Regions from separate parts of the Mus musculus genome. Here regions 2, 3, 4 and 5 are each linked to region 1. The links are chromatin contacts, called in public HiChIP or PLAC-seq and promoter capture Hi-C maps. All regions are on one chromosome and are shown on one strand. The core of a region is the stretch at or near the end of the contact, and the rest is flanking DNA. Distances in the headings are between cores, read along the strand shown.

The links. Promoter capture Hi-C pulls out the DNA fragments that hold promoters and counts their contacts. HiChIP or PLAC-seq counts read pairs in DNA pulled down with a chosen protein or histone mark.
Region 2: a promoter capture Hi-C map of pre-B cells shows a contact between it and region 1. The contact joins the promoter of Fam126b here to the promoter of 1700066M21Rik in region 1. A contact is called at or near these places in 3 of 39 promoter capture datasets (cranial neural crest, liver and pre-B cells).
Region 3: an H3K4me3 HiChIP or PLAC-seq map of forebrain shows a contact between it and region 1, with 18 times the contacts expected there. The contact joins the promoter of Plcl1 here to the promoter of 1700066M21Rik in region 1. A contact is called at or near these places in 4 of 39 promoter capture datasets (frontonasal cranial neural crest, hippocampal neurons, pre-B cells and 1 more), 3 of 115 datasets of contacts at active chromatin or transcription factors (embryonic forebrain, forebrain and neural tube) and 1 of 9 other capture datasets (adipose tissue).
Region 4: a promoter capture Hi-C map of the HPC-7 cell line shows a contact between it and region 1. The contact joins the promoter of Nif3l1 here to the promoter of 1700066M21Rik in region 1. A contact is called at or near these places in 3 of 39 promoter capture datasets (the HPC-7 cell line, HPC-7-derived erythroid cells, liver and 1 more) and 2 of 9 other capture datasets (adipose tissue and liver).
Region 5: a promoter capture Hi-C map of pre-B cells shows a contact between it and region 1, with 8 times the contacts expected there. The contact joins the promoter of Cflar here to the promoter of 1700066M21Rik in region 1.

The regions. Positions count from the first base shown.
Region 1 is chr1:57,376,174-57,379,086 of GRCm38.p6, forward strand. It overlaps 1700066M21Rik (RIKEN cDNA 1700066M21 gene), which reads left to right and starts at 1,447. Exons shown (of 2, transcript NM_028546.1): 1 at 1,447-1,773. The coding sequence starts at 1,498. It overlaps 4930558J18Rik (RIKEN cDNA 4930558J18 gene), which reads right to left and starts at 1,371. Exons shown (of 4, transcript NR_037999.1): 1 at 1,232-1,371.
Region 2 is chr1:58,585,004-58,587,713 of GRCm38.p6, forward strand. Fam126b (family with sequence similarity 126, member B) reads right to left here and starts at 1,330. Exons shown (of 13, transcript NM_001310598.1): 1 at 1,209-1,330. It overlaps Ndufb3 (NADH:ubiquinone oxidoreductase subunit B3), which reads left to right and starts at 1,394. Exons shown (of 3, transcript NM_025597.3): 1 at 1,394-1,667.
Region 3 is chr1:55,404,662-55,407,361 of GRCm38.p6, forward strand. Plcl1 (phospholipase C-like 1) reads left to right here and starts at 1,285. Exons shown (of 6, transcript NM_001114663.1): 1 at 1,285-1,969. The coding sequence starts at 1,727. It also overlaps the pseudogene Gm8531.
Region 4 is chr1:58,443,505-58,446,453 of GRCm38.p6, forward strand. It overlaps Nif3l1 (Ngg1 interacting factor 3-like 1 (S. pombe)), which reads left to right and starts at 1,647. Exons shown (of 7, transcript NM_022988.3): 1 at 1,647-2,130. It overlaps Ppil3 (peptidylprolyl isomerase (cyclophilin)-like 3), which reads right to left and starts at 1,982. Exons shown (of 7, transcript NM_001285827.1): 1 at 1,642-1,982; 2 at 1,085-1,135. The coding sequence starts at 1,087.
Region 5 is chr1:58,712,036-58,714,838 of GRCm38.p6, forward strand. It overlaps Cflar (CASP8 and FADD-like apoptosis regulator), which reads left to right and starts at 1,251. Exons shown (of 10, transcript NM_207653.6): 1 at 1,251-1,624.

The sequences.
Region 1 (2,913 bases), core at 197-2,696:
TTTTGTCAAAGTAATTGGTAAAGCATACCTCTATAAAGACACTAAGAAAATGTACAGAGCAATTATACTTTGTTAACAAATACAAGAAATTTAAAATTAGAATAAGGCTTGGGATATGACCTAGTTGGTAAGGTGCCTGCCTCTTTCCCCAAAGCATGGGGGCTGAATTGGATCCCCAGCATCCACAAAACAGAGAACCCAGTAGCTGGGAAGTTAGAAACAGGCAAACCATTGGGGGCTTCTTGGCTAGCCCAGTCTAGCCTAATCCATGAGCTTCAGGTTCAGCAAGATGCTGTCAAACAATAAACTAATCAATAAAAAATTTTAAAAGATGGAGTGTGAGGAATGTACTGTGATACAAAAAAACTGCTCTCACCTTAAAGATGAGCCACATATCAGTTAGCTCAAGTTTTACAGTATCAAAATAGAAAATATTATATAATTTAAGACTTTGAAAATAAGATAACAGACAGAAAATTTCTGCTATAGGCCTCTAATATAAGTCTTAGCTTCTGGGCTGGTGGAAGCTAAGCTAATACATTTCAAAGGTTTCATCTGATACTCACTAGTATGCTGGCTGTTTAGGTACACAGGTTAGCTAGGAAAGGCTATTAATTAAAAGAGCGAAAGACAGCTCAAGATAATTTTTAATCAGGGTTTGAACTTACAACATAATTTCTCCCCAGTCATTTAAGTTCTAATCAGCTAATCACTCCTGCAGAAACTTCAAGTTTCAACTTCTTTCCAGGAATCTCCTTTACACCCAAAGTCACTTCAAGCCCACAGCAGCAAACAGATGCATGTGCGTGTCCGATGTGCACACACAATGTTAAAACAAGATTCACTTTTCCCACCTTTAGCATAAATTTGGCCCAGTCCTATTTCTACACAACTTTAAGTAAGAAGTTGCTATTTCCACGACTTTCCTATACTTTTCAACGTGGTTTCAAAACCCTAAATCGGAAATTCGATAAGCTGTAAACACCCCTACAGTAAATGTGTGAACAAGTAGGCCTTTTCTCTATCTTCCCTAAGGTAAGTGTCCAGCTCTCTCTCTCTACCAACTAGGAATGTGCTAGACTTGGTGTGGAGCCAGAAATTCCCTAACTAGGTAACTTCGGGACATAGGGGATTCTTTTCATTCTGAGCAAGTACAAGACTTTCAGAACCATTCTTCTTTACCTTGGACTAAATTAACAAAGACACATCTTCACCGTGAGGATGAACCTACCAAAGCTTTTATACAGAACCCGAGGAAACTCTGACCCTGAGCAGCTGCTGCTGTGCATGGGCCCAACCTGCGGGCTCTTCCACGTCCGTTCGAACTTCCCGGCCGGGGCTGAGTCCGCCAACCACAAACGTCCTTCCTCCAGCCGCGCCCTCCGCTCCCCCTCCCTCCGGACGCACGCGGCGTGCTGACGTCACGGCGACCGAAGCCGTTGGGCAGCCGAGGCCCCGCCCTCGCTGCCGGGTGAGCGGCCCTGGCGGCTCGAGCCCATGCTGGGGTCGCGGCGTCTGCGGTCCCCCGCGCTGGTGCTGCTGCTGCTGCGGCCGCTGCTCGCTTCCGGAGACTCCGCGTCCCGCCTGCAGACCCGAGCCATGAACCCGGGCGGCGGTGAGCGGGGCTCCCCGGAGGACAGCCACCGTCTGCAGCGCTCCACGGTGCCGGGCTCCGACCCGCAGCGCAGCAACGAACTGCTCCTGCTGACATCCCGGGAAGGAGATTCCCCGGAGCAGCGGCACCACGTCCTCTACTTCCCTGGGGACGTGCAGGTAACGCGGGGCCAGGCCTCCCCGACACGCCCACACGGGTTCTCATACGATGGGGGTGCGGGGCGCGCCCCCGTTCCTGCCAGAGCCCCATCCGGGGAAGGGGCCTTGGAGGGCCACGGTCTCCAGAGAGCGGCTGTCAGTCCAGGTGCCACTGGGTGGAAGGAGAGGCGCGACAGGGAGTGGGACAGCCACGCACAGCTCCAGCCTGCTCTCAGAGGACTGTGTGTGTGCTGGGCACTGGACTGTTTAGAAAACGCTGACTGACCAAATAAAATACATCCGTTGCTAAAGTGACCTTTCCAGTAACCCTAAAACACAGCAGTGGAAGGGATGCAATCGTCAAGAATGCTAATGATACTGAGAGGCCCATTTGAATTCAACTCATCTGTGTGCTTCCTGTTACTGGTTTTTATAGCTGCAGACATACGTCTTTGCTGAAGCTGTCCTGGAAGCTGGGTTTTAATGTAAAACTGCATCGTGCAGTGGATACATTAGCCGCGTGAGAGTATCTGAACAAGTTAAAATGAAAAGGCAGCGTTCTCTGTCTCACTAGTTGTATTGCCAAGTGTTGAGTCACCACAGGTGACTTGCTTGTACCCCGTTGGACAGCGCAGATACAGTTGGCATTTACATTGAAAATCAATTATCCCAGAGCGTTGTTAGCACTAGGGTAGATATTCAAGTTAGAATATAGCTAGATGGTTTCCTCATACTAGAAAACTGTTATTGTTTTGAAATTGGTGCTTTAAAATGATACACCAAAAAATCTATTTTCTCTTGCTGTTTTCTCTCAAATCAGTTGACTTGACTAGTTGACTGCTAATGGAAACTAGCAAAAACCCAAATTTAGGTTCAAGAAAATCTCATTTTGGTGCCTTTATTCCCAGATTGAAAACAAGTGTGTTGCTTCTGCTTCCTGCGACTTGTGACCAACTACTTCATGCCTTCCAGTGGTGGTGGTGGTGGTGGTGGTGGTGATGGTGGCTGAGTACTTTCTGCTGTAAAAGTGTTCCAGACAGAACATCCACCTGGCTTAAGTAGGGCCTAAAGTGTTCTAGATATAGTTTGAGGATCATCTTTCATTTCCCATCATCAGCCTTTGGGACAATGACAGAATGGTAATGTTCAGAGTGTGGGGTT
Region 2 (2,710 bases), core at 80-2,579, 1.2 Mb after region 1:
CGTCTAACTTGACGGCAGCATCTCAGGCCTCTTACATTTTAATAATTTATAGTGCTACTTTTTAAAGATATTTTTCCAATGAGTTATAAAAGTGCCCTTCCACAATATTCGCCGACAGGGATTTGTTTAGGACTGTATTTCACCATTCAAACCGTGGATTTAAAAGACTTTTCAAAACAAAATAGTTTTAAATTTGTACATAAATTTTATCTATGTCCATGACATTCAACGAACTTATTTTTTTAAGCCTAAGGCATAACTCACAACTAGCTTCCTAGACTTAACAAGGGAAATCACTTAAAAGTTGACACTCCTCTGCTAAGATTCCCAACTTATTTTCACAGTCCTTAACACTGGGGGCGAGTTGTCTACCAATTTACTGTTCATTTTCTAATCTACATTTATCTTCGTCTATAGATTTAAAAGGCTCTCCACTTTTCTGAAGGTTAAAGCCGCAAAGCAAATTCCTGTACTACAAAACACGAATCTGACAACATTCCTCTAAAGCTAACATCGTGTTGTCTCGCAACCAAAGTCCATATTTGGGATAAGCGCTTCGTGACTACTCTTGCCTTCACGCTGTCCTCCTCCTACAGACCCTGCCTCGGTAGAGAGAACGCTGGAGCCAACAAGAACAAAGTGCTCAGATACATCAATGGGTTGCAGAGCTCTTCTTCTACCAGGGTCAGTCGAGTTACTTGGAAAAATAACTGCCATGGGTTACATAATGTACAACCACCAATTTCTAGAGCTGACCACCAATAAATATCTTTCTTCTCCGCACCTCTCCCCATCCCAGCAAACGGCCCTAAGAACACCTAGGATTTCACGCAGGTGTCTGCAATACCACGTCCTTCTCTTACCTGAGGCTTCTTGCAAGACATCCCTTCAGCCCTCACTACCTGTGTCTTGCTCCCGCCTCCTTCCCGCCTCAGCCCGCGCCACCGACACCCTAACGCCCTTGCTAGGGCCCCAAGTTGCCCCACAACACTCATCCCCAAGCCGCCTCGGCAGACGCCTTCTCCTCACGACCCTCCCGAGCTTGCTCCCAGGTCTGCAGGGCTTCGGATCCAACAGTCCTGCTGCCTTCCCACTTCACCTTCGTCAGCTCCCGACTACGGCGTCCGAAGCCGGAGGAGAAATTCCTCTTCACCCGGCACCGTGCGCCCCCCCCCCCGCAACCCCCCCAAGACAGCACCGCCGCCTACCTGTCACCCCGCAGCCTCAGGCTTCCTACCGCCACCGCCACCGCCACCGCCTCCCGCAGCAGCCTGCCAACTGCAGCATAACAACCAGCCTTCTCATTGAGTGGGCCCACGCGCTTAATAACAACCGCTCTCATTGGCTGCGCTATGACTTTGGCCCGCCTCTCGGTGCTCCGCCTAAAGATTCCGTCCTGGAGCAAGACAAACACGGCTTTATCGTCCTTCTCCTCAATATCTTCTACCTCAAGCAGACTCCAGCTGCAAAGTGTGGGAAATAATCTCTACTTCCAGGCTCCTTCATGTCATCTCTACGTTGTCTGGGAGCCTTGCGCCAGTACCGGAACGTTTACCATCTCCCCCATTTTCCTGTCGTAAGAAACTAGAGGAAACAACGTCCGTTTCCGGTTGTCTCCGGCTGTAAGGTTGAATATTGAGTGTCCCGGGAGGTCAGATTGCTGTCAGGTAATTTAGGGAGCTGGTGGGAGACTTCTGGATTACGCATAATCTAAACTTTATCCAGGGAATGCAGAAGTGGAGAGGGCTGAAGGGATCCGATAAGACCGGGAGAAGATCCGGGATCTAGCTAGGGAGCGCCGCTGCAAGGTTCTTGCTGGGCTGTGTTGAGGCGGATGAAGGATGTCTTGAGAATTACGATGGTTGTTAAATCCCAGAGATGTTTTAAACCGCCGCTACCAGATGCAATGTACTCCTCGCCTCCTGGCTTTTTGGGTTGTATTTGAATAGGGTAAAGAACAGCTCAGACCCGAAAATACTTAAAACTAGAAGAAATAATTGCAACGGTTGCTTCACAAGCTTGTATTTTAAGTACGGTTTCCCAAATATAAGTGTTTACGACACAGTGCTTAAGTGAAAAAGAGCAAGTCACAAAATCAAGACTACTGCATAATCCTAGGATTAAGGATTGGATACTAAAGTAATAGCAGTTCATTTGTATTTTCCCATATTTTAATGGTCATCTCAGTTTTTAAATGAGGGAAATTTGAGATACACCCTTGAAAATCCCTGATAAACTGTAAAATTATATGTAATGGATGTAACATTCTTCTTCCTTAGGGAAAGCAAGTCAACATTTCCCCAGTGCTAGATAGAACAAGCCATCGTTAGTGAAGGTTGATCATCACCAAACTTTTGAGTTCACTTCTGACATAGGCAGATAGCATTTAAATTTTCCATAATTATGTGTTCATTCATGGTTGAATCCTTTTTTTTTTCTGTTCTTAAACGGACAGTTCTAAAGGTGAAATAATTTCCTGTTGTTGAGCCCTCAGTGCAGTAGAACTCGCTCATTCTGTGGAAGAGGAGAGAACCAGTTGGATTAGGTTGCCCTCTGACCTCTGCATGAACATCCACACACACACACACACCACACATGACTTTAAAGAAATACTCTTAAAAATAGGAGCCCAGCATGATGCACAGGCTTGTACTCCTGGCAGTTGGGAGACAGAGACAGAAGGAGTAAGAGTTCAAAGTTTCCCTGGCTA
Region 3 (2,700 bases), core at 35-2,534, 2.0 Mb before region 1:
CCTAGGAGATGGTAAATGTCAAATGTGAATTCTCCCAAGAGCCCCATCCAATTTTGACTGGTTGTAGCCCCAGGGGAGCCAGATAAAAAAAGTGAAGAGAGCTTGGAAGGAACTGGGTAGCAGATCTGATTTTAGTGTCTGTACTAACCAGTCAGTAGACAAGGTCCTTGGGCTTTCATTTCCTCTGTTAAATAAAAGAGCTGCCCTAGATGACTCCTAACACCCCAGCTCATCCTTAAAATGCTAGAATTTTAATAAATTTCTGGCCCTGAAGGGCTGAAAAATTTCTTGGTGCTATTGGCCACGTAAGGAAGAAGTAAAATCTTGAATTATGAAATAATTAGTAATTTAAATGCATTTAATGATCTAAGTGAGATTCAGTACGTCGTCCAACTCTCCAGGGACCTTAGAGCCATTGTCTACATTTGCTCATGGTGTGATTAATGCTACCGAATCCCTGCTCTCCTCTTGGTTACTAGCTTGGTGGAAGGAGCAAAATGTAATGATTTAGAATTATATGTAGAAAGGAGGCTGGACCCTCGTCGAGAACGGTTTAGGGTAGAGACTAAACCTGCCAATGACCTTGTCGCTATGTGGCTTCCATCATCTCTGTGTTTCATTCGGCGGCGTTCCCAGGGTTTTCGTTGCTCTGCTTCCTCTTACCCTACCTACCCCTTAAACCCAACTCCTTGTTGTATTGACTCAGATTACTGAGTGAATGTAGAATCCGCTCATAGAACCCGAGACAAACTGTGGAACTCCAGGGTCCTAGTGCGTGGACTTCACTTCTAAGGATTGGCAGGAGAGCCAGTGATTGACCCTTGGCTGTGCCAAGTGTCACTACTACACCCCTCCAAACACTCTAACCTTCTCGCTCAACATCTTCTTTATTCCAGATTTGCTGTTTTGCAGTGTTTCCTCCGTCATCTCACTGCCGCCCGCAAACCACCCCACCCGCGTCCCATTTCTTGAACCTTCAGGCCGCTTTCGTCTCCTTTCTAAACTTCCTAAAATGTACTCTGAGTGCCTGTGGGTGCGCACACTGGCGCGCGCATCCTCGCCTAGTACCGGGGCCAGCTGGGCTGGGCAGGCTCCGAGCAACAGAACACATTCCATTCTTCGCGCTCGGGCACACCCCTCCGCGGTGAGGATTGGTCGGCCCGAACCCCCTCGGTGAGCCTCGGCTCCTGAGAGGCCGGGGAGCCTGCCAATCCCCACGGGCTGTCAAAACAAGTCTTCCCTCCCTGTCACAGGCGAGCGGAGTGGAGGCCGCCCCGCCGCCGCACTTCCTGGGGCCGCCGTGCTGCGGTCGGCGGGCAGGTGGCTGGTGGCCGATCCGCAGTCGCCGCTCCGGCCGCGCACGTCCCGGCTCCGAGGCTCCTGGCTCCGGCGCCCACTGCCTTTTGTCTGCACAGAGCCGGCGCTCGCCTCGCGTCTCCAGTACCTCCCGCTGCTTTTCGCCTGCTTCTCCCTCCCGCTCACATCTTCTCCCCGCCCCCGCCGCCCGTCCGCGCCGGCCCGCTGACCTCCTGGACCACAGCCCGAGGACGCCTCTGCCGGAGCGATGTCTCCTTTCTACAAAGTTGTGGCTGCCACTGCAGCGGCCGTGGCGCGCTAAAACAAAGTCTAGCGGGGTTTCCTTCTGGTGCCTGAGCGCACCCGTGCCCGGGGCTGGACGCCGCTGGCGGTCGTGCTGTCTCGCCGGGAGCCTAAAACGTGCTTGGCTATGGCTGAGGGCGCGGCTAGCAGGGAGGCTCCGGCGCCTCTCGACGTTGCCGGGGGCGAAGACGACCCCCGAGCCGGCGCCGACGCTGCCTCAGGGGACGCCCCACCCCCGGCCTTGGGGGGCCGGATGAGGGACCGTCGCAGTGGGGTCGCGCTGCCGGGCGCTGCGGGGGTCCCCGCGGATAGCGAGGCCGGCCTCCTGGAGGCTGCACGAGCGACCCCCCGGCGTAGCAGCATCATCAAGGTAAGCGGAGCAGCAGCGGCCCAGAGCCTGGTATGGGTGCCGGGTGGGTAGGGGACATCCCCCCTCCAGCCCCTGGGCAGGATGTTCATTGCCCTAGGCGTCGCAGGCTGGGCATTGTTTTCTCCCACCTCCTTCATCGCCAAACCTTCCTGCCTAGTCCGGAGGTTCCCAGAATCAGCTGTTGGCCTTGAGAAGCAGAAGTGACTTCCTCTCTGACAGCGGAGGAAAAGTTCTCTGCGCTTCTGCGGTTTGATGGATGCTTTCCCTCATTTTCTCACTAACCGGTGGATGGGAGGAGGAAGGGTGAACTTGGGATAAATGCAGAGACCTGCGGGCTGGCTGTGCATTCTCCAGCGGAGAGCTAGCTTTCCCGAACAGCAAAGGCAAAGCACAGCTTACTTTTAATTGTGTGTGGGAAATCTCCCCCATACAGAAATGGTTCTGAAATCCTGAAACGCCTGAACTTTGCAGATAGGCAGGCAGAGTTTGCAGCGGACGCTGCAGCATAGAAAGGATGAAGGAAGAGCTTAGAGGTTTTGCGCTGCAGAAAACACACATCCGGGAAAACGTTCCCAGACTCCCCTAGCACCCCCAGAGGATTTGCCTTTATCCATCTGCCAAGGAATTGTAAACCTTTCTTCGCCCTATTTATTTATTTCTGTCTTCCACTTTGAACTTGTTTCCCATGTTCGAAAGTTCATCTTTTGGGTGCATGACTTTGGAGTAATCTT
Region 4 (2,949 bases), core at 397-2,896, 1.1 Mb after region 1:
GATGGCCGACTAGGCCATCTTTTGATACATATGCAGCTAGAGTCAAGAGCTCCGGGGTACTGGTTAGTTCATAATGTTGTTGCACCTACAGGGTTGCAGATCTCTTTAGCTCCTTGGATACTTTCTCTAGCTCCTCCATTGGGGGCCCTGTGCTCCATCCAATAGCTGACTGTGAGCATCTACTTATGTGTTTGCTAGGCCCCGGCCTAGTCTCACAAGAGACAGCTATATCAGGGTCCTTTCAGCAAAATCTTGCTAGTGTATGCATGTGCCTGTCTTCTTACAACAGTGTCCCGCAGTGAGTGGGCCAGGGTGGAGGTGAGTGGGGTGCTTCAGTGGACACAGGAGCTACACTCCCTGCTATTCTACCTGTGCTGCTCATCTCTGCGGGGAAAGGGCACACTGTTTGCTCGTTTATTTCCTTTTGTGTCTTTTAATGAAAGGTCTGAGACTGCGACGGCCTATAGAGGCTGGGAGCAAGGTTACCTCCTGAGTGCTGGGACCACACCAGCAGGGTAACGTTGTAATGATCATGTCCACTTGTTTATTCTACTTTGTTCCCTCTATACTGGTACACACAGTCTCTCCCTCGCCACATCCCCTCCCTTCCCCTCTCCTTCCTTATCCTAGGAACGCACTCTGCCACTGAGCTACACACTCACTATCCTGTCTGACTTCCTCCAAAAAAATATTCATTAAAAATTAAAAAACAGCCAGTCGTGGAGGCACATGCCTTTAATCCTAGCACTTGGGAGGCAGAGACAGGCGGATTTCTGAGTTTGAGGCCAGCCTGGTCTACAGAGTGAGTTCCACGACAGCAAGGGCTACACAGAGAAACCCTGTCTCAAAAAACCAAAACACACACACACACACACACACACACACACACACACAAATTAAAAACCATGTAATGGGCGGCTGAGAGGGCAGGCTTGGCAGGTACCAGGACTTGTTGCTTTTGCAGCAGGGCCTGTTCAGTTCCCAGCACCCACATCTGCTTGTGTCTCCAGCTCCAGGGAACCCAAAGGGGTTAGAAACAAGCAACCAACCACCCAGTTAGAATAATTCTATGATACATACTCACCATTTTCCTTCTTGATGGTTCTAGGAAGCACTGTTTAATTTTTCAAATCTCCTACAAGAGAGAGGAATTAGTTCACTTTACCCTATCAAGTTCCCACCATACTTGTTCATCTTTATGGTAGATTTACAACGAAAAGCTTAGACTAGCATCCTCTAAATGAAAATCCTATCATAAAAGTGTTGATCCTACCCAATGCAACAAGCCACCCCAGTGCGCACTTACTTTACTCATTTTCTTCAAGGCTTTCTGCAAGGGAGGCATAGCCCCACCTCCAGGTCTAGTGCTCTAGATAGGCACTTGGAGCTCCCTTTACCCGGGACACCTACTTTACTTAAGACGTCTGTACAATACATTTCTATACTTCACACTTTTGTTTTGTTTTTTCCCAAACGCCACATCTTGCTAACTTATCAATCGTATTTAAAAGTCCCAGGAATACCATCTCCAGCCCGAGAGTTCACCACGAGGATCCCAAGAAATAAATTTGCACCAACGTGGGGCGCAGCAGGCGTTTGAGTGCACGGAGAAAAGGATAAAAGCCTTTCCCCCACACTCACCCACTGCGCTCAGCACCACTGCTGCGGGAACGGAAAAGCCTCAACTACAAGGGCCGGCATGCCTGCGGGTTCCAAAGGCGTGTCTGTGCGCCACAGAAGTGAAGCCCGGAGCCCTCCGCAGGGGACGCCCTACTCTCCCGTCAGTCTCTCCTCATCACACCGACTAGGACTCGGAGGACCACGCACCTCACCCCTCGGCCCCTGAGAGCTCTACCCACAACCTCACTAAGAAGCAGAACCCGCTGTCGCCCAGCAACTTCATACAGCGGCCTGGAGTGGGAAGCAGAACGCACAGGACCAATTCCGCCCAACTTCACACAGCGGCCTGGAGTCGGAAGCAGAACGCACAGGACAACTTCCGCCCAACTTCACACAGCGGCCTGGAGTCGGAAGCAGAACGCACAGGACCACTTCTGCCCAACTCTTTCCACAAAGCCAGGAGCTTCAGAGCAGAGCGGAAGTGATACACTGAAAGAGCTTCTGCGACTGGTGAGTTGTGAACCACTGAAGGGCTCGCGGGGGCTGTCTGTTCTTCTCGCTGGAGGTGCACATCGGGCTGGCTGTGGTGACTGCAGAGGGCCGGGGGAACATGAATATAGAAGGAGAGGTTGCAGATGAAAACTGCCTTGCTGCAGGAGGGGTGAGGGTGCTGACTCCAGGAATAAAGGCTATGCCACGCGGCCCTTGATTATTCTGGAAAAGGTCTTGAGCCATGCGTAAATGAAAGAAAAACCACACGCAAGTGCAAAGAGAGCTCTCGTGTAATTGAAAAATAGCAAGTGGCTGTTCAGAGGGCTAAAGATCATGTAGATTGACAATGGATATTCCCATCTCTCCATTGTACGGCAGCTCCAGCCCATTCAAATAATGCTTTAAATGTGTCTGTACTGTGAGCACATTGTCCGAGAAAAACACCGGGACGTGGTCGTGTCATCTCACAATAGAAGTTTATTGTATAACAAGAAAGCCACAAGTTACATCAGTCTCGTTGGTAGCTTGTTACAGGATGTTTGGTCACACTGTGAACCCCCGAGATTGTGTTATTTACCGATGGTGGGTGGGAGGAACCTTTCTAGTTGTGGTGTGCCCTTAGCACACATCTTTAATCTCAAACAATGAAGGTAAAATTAGTTTGTAGAAGGAAGCATCCATGTTTGAAAGTGATGTCTAATTGAATGGCAGACAAAGTGAGGAATCAGAGAAAGATTTGACAGAATAGGATATGCCCAGCTCTCTCCAGAACAGGGAGAAAAGATGGGCTACTTAAGGGGTAGTGCAGAGAGAGACTGGGGGCAGTTTTTACTGGGA
Region 5 (2,803 bases), core at 1-2,500, 1.3 Mb after region 1:
GTCAAGCACAAAACATCTAGAGAATTACTCATTTCCTGGAGTTGAACTGTCCAGTTTCCAGCTTTCCTTTCGAAAAGTTGGTTCTCTCTCTCTCTCTCTCTCTCTCTCTCTCTCTCTCTCTCTCTCTCCCTCCCTCTCTCTCTCTCTCTCTCTCTCTCTCTCTCTTTTGGTGGACAAGTTCGCTGGAAGTAAATTCAAGGAGTCTAATTAAATCCTCCGGGTTCAGGTAACCTTCGAAAAAAAATTTTTTAACAGTAAAAGGGGTGGGGCCAGAAGGGAGTGTCATATGTCAGGCCTTGACCAATAGGGATGATCTAAAATTTAAAACCTAAGAAGAGATTTTAGATAAAAGGTCGACCTCCTAGTTTACAAAAGGTTCTGAACAAAGCAGAAAGCTCAGCTCTCTGGTATCACAAACAAGCTTGGTTTGTAAGCAAATTATTTTTTTATTTTATTTTTTGGTATTCTGAGACAGGACTCTATTCTCTATACAGCCCTGGCTCTCCTTAAACTCACTGTGTAGCCCAGGCTGCCCTAGACTGTGCAGAGATCCACCTGTGTCTGCCTCCTGATTGGATTACTAGGATTAGAGAGTATGTCGCTATTAGTCACTGTTCCTGGGAGTCCACCAGAGATAACCACGTAGCCAAAGTTCATAGCCTATTGAAAGTCTTTATTCCAACCAGCTGGGATGACACTTAGGTACTGTGTGTATTCAGTGACCAATGTCCAGAGCACAGGGTTTCTGAAGGCAGAGACCTCACTTGGCAGCTGGAGCGGGGGGGGGGAGTGGGGGGGGGGTGGGGGGTGGGGGGCGGGGTGGGGCGCGGAGGTGGAGGCTTTGGGTAAGCAAGCGATTTGACCGCTAAAATCTTCTCTCAGCAGCCGACCCCACCCCCGCCCGCCCCCAAAGCTGGGCGTACACCACCACACTCAGCTTCAATGGATTTTTCCAGAAGTTTTATGTTGTACATTGTTTTTGATGACATTTAATTCTTTAGCAAGTCACCACTTGCTAACCTAGTTTCCCAAGCTGCGAGAAACCCGGGTGGGGGGTGGGTGGGTGGGAAGTGGGGTGTTTCCTTCCTTCAGAGAAGTAGCATGGGGGGCGGGATTTGGGGTATGTGCGGTCTTTGGGGTTTTCTTTCTTTTTTTTTTTTTTTTTTTTTTTTTTGAGCCTTGACTGGTCAGTTTCGCCCCTAGAGGCGGAAGTTGGCTTCCTCTCTGGCTTCCTGTAACTTTCCTCCGCCCTCTTGTTAGGATTGTGGAATTCAGCAATGGCCTCGATTCAGTTTTGGTGAAATGGCGGCCATTCTCATCTTCTCGGAGCCCTTCTCTTTGCTCACACTCGCGATTCTGCCCCCGCAAGAGTACTCTGGGGACGTCCTTATCGCTGGGAGAGAGCGGTCGCATCTCATTCCTGAACCTGTTGGGCTCGCTGGGCGCGTCACCTGGCTAGCAGCTTGGGCCAGCTCCGCAGGCTAACTTTCCTGGACGCCTACTGAAGAGTCTGCTCCTCTCTGTGTTCTTTCCAGTGTCTCGTTCGATCCAGTTTTCTGGTGGTCTCCAGCGAAGACAGGCGACAAAGCCGTTGTTGAGTGGGATGGGCCGGCGACCGCCCGGTGTGAGTAATCCCAGAACCCCTCCTATTCTTGCAGTTCCCAAAGGGACTTGGGAAGTTGGAGAGCTGACTCCTGATTAATGTAGGAAAGTGTTCGTTTCCTATCTTCCACTCTTGGTTCCTTCTGTGCTTTTTGGGGATCCACTCACAGCACCTCCAGACTTGTGGCACATTCAAATCCAAGTCTTTCTTGAAGAGAGCCAAAGACTTATTAAATTAAACTTGTTACTGGACTCAAATGCCTCCTTGTTAATTTAGTGTGTGACTCTGGATGGCGTGAAATTTCGAACAAGGTACTTGGGTGTTTTTTGTTTGTTTCTATAATCCCAGCGTAGAGGCTGCCTGGACAAAGCTCAAGGACAGCTTATCCTGGCAAGAAGCCTGCTGGCCAAGAGTGAGGCAGTGAGGGTTTGGCCCAGGGCCTTCCTATACTCAAAGCATTATTTCTCTTAAATCTCAGAAACAAGAAGCACTACCTGTGTTATGACGCCCTAGCTGACCTTCACCTCTGGGAAGACTTGACACCCCACCTGGGGCAGCTGTCTTGCTCCTTACTAAGGATTTTACTTCTTATTTTGCATTGCATTTTAATATCCAAAACCTTTCAGGCAAGTTATAATATAAATAAAATATACCTGCAAAGTAAATACAGACACTGCCCCCACCTCCCACGAGTCCATTCCCTAGCGACAGCCAGAGGTGGCTGGTTCTAGTCACATACATTGGTGTACTCAAATACAGTCTTTTGGTTGCCTTTAAAAAAATTGGGAATCTTCCCTTGGCCCCAGCCATCCAGCTCCTTTTCGTATTCTTTCTCCAAACAGTCTTTCAGAACAGATGTTTGTGGTGTTGTTTTTCTGTTTCCATCCTAGTTTCCCCTCCTTCCCCATCTTGTGCAGTGGCCACTTGGATTTGTTTCATTGGCTCTTTTTTTTTCTTTCTTTCTCCTCCCTCTTCAATTCTTAGCTTTGGGGAACAATTTCTTCCTTTGTGTCACTATTGAAAGAAAAAGACTGTGTGTGTGTGTGTGTCTGTCTGTCTGTGTGCCCTTGTCTTTCTAGGTAAAATTGAACTCTTTCTGCTCTTTGTACCTTATTCTATATTTATGCTCATTCGATGATCTGTACTCATAGCCACTTTTTCTTTGTCCATTTAATGCCAGAAAACAACAACAACAACAAC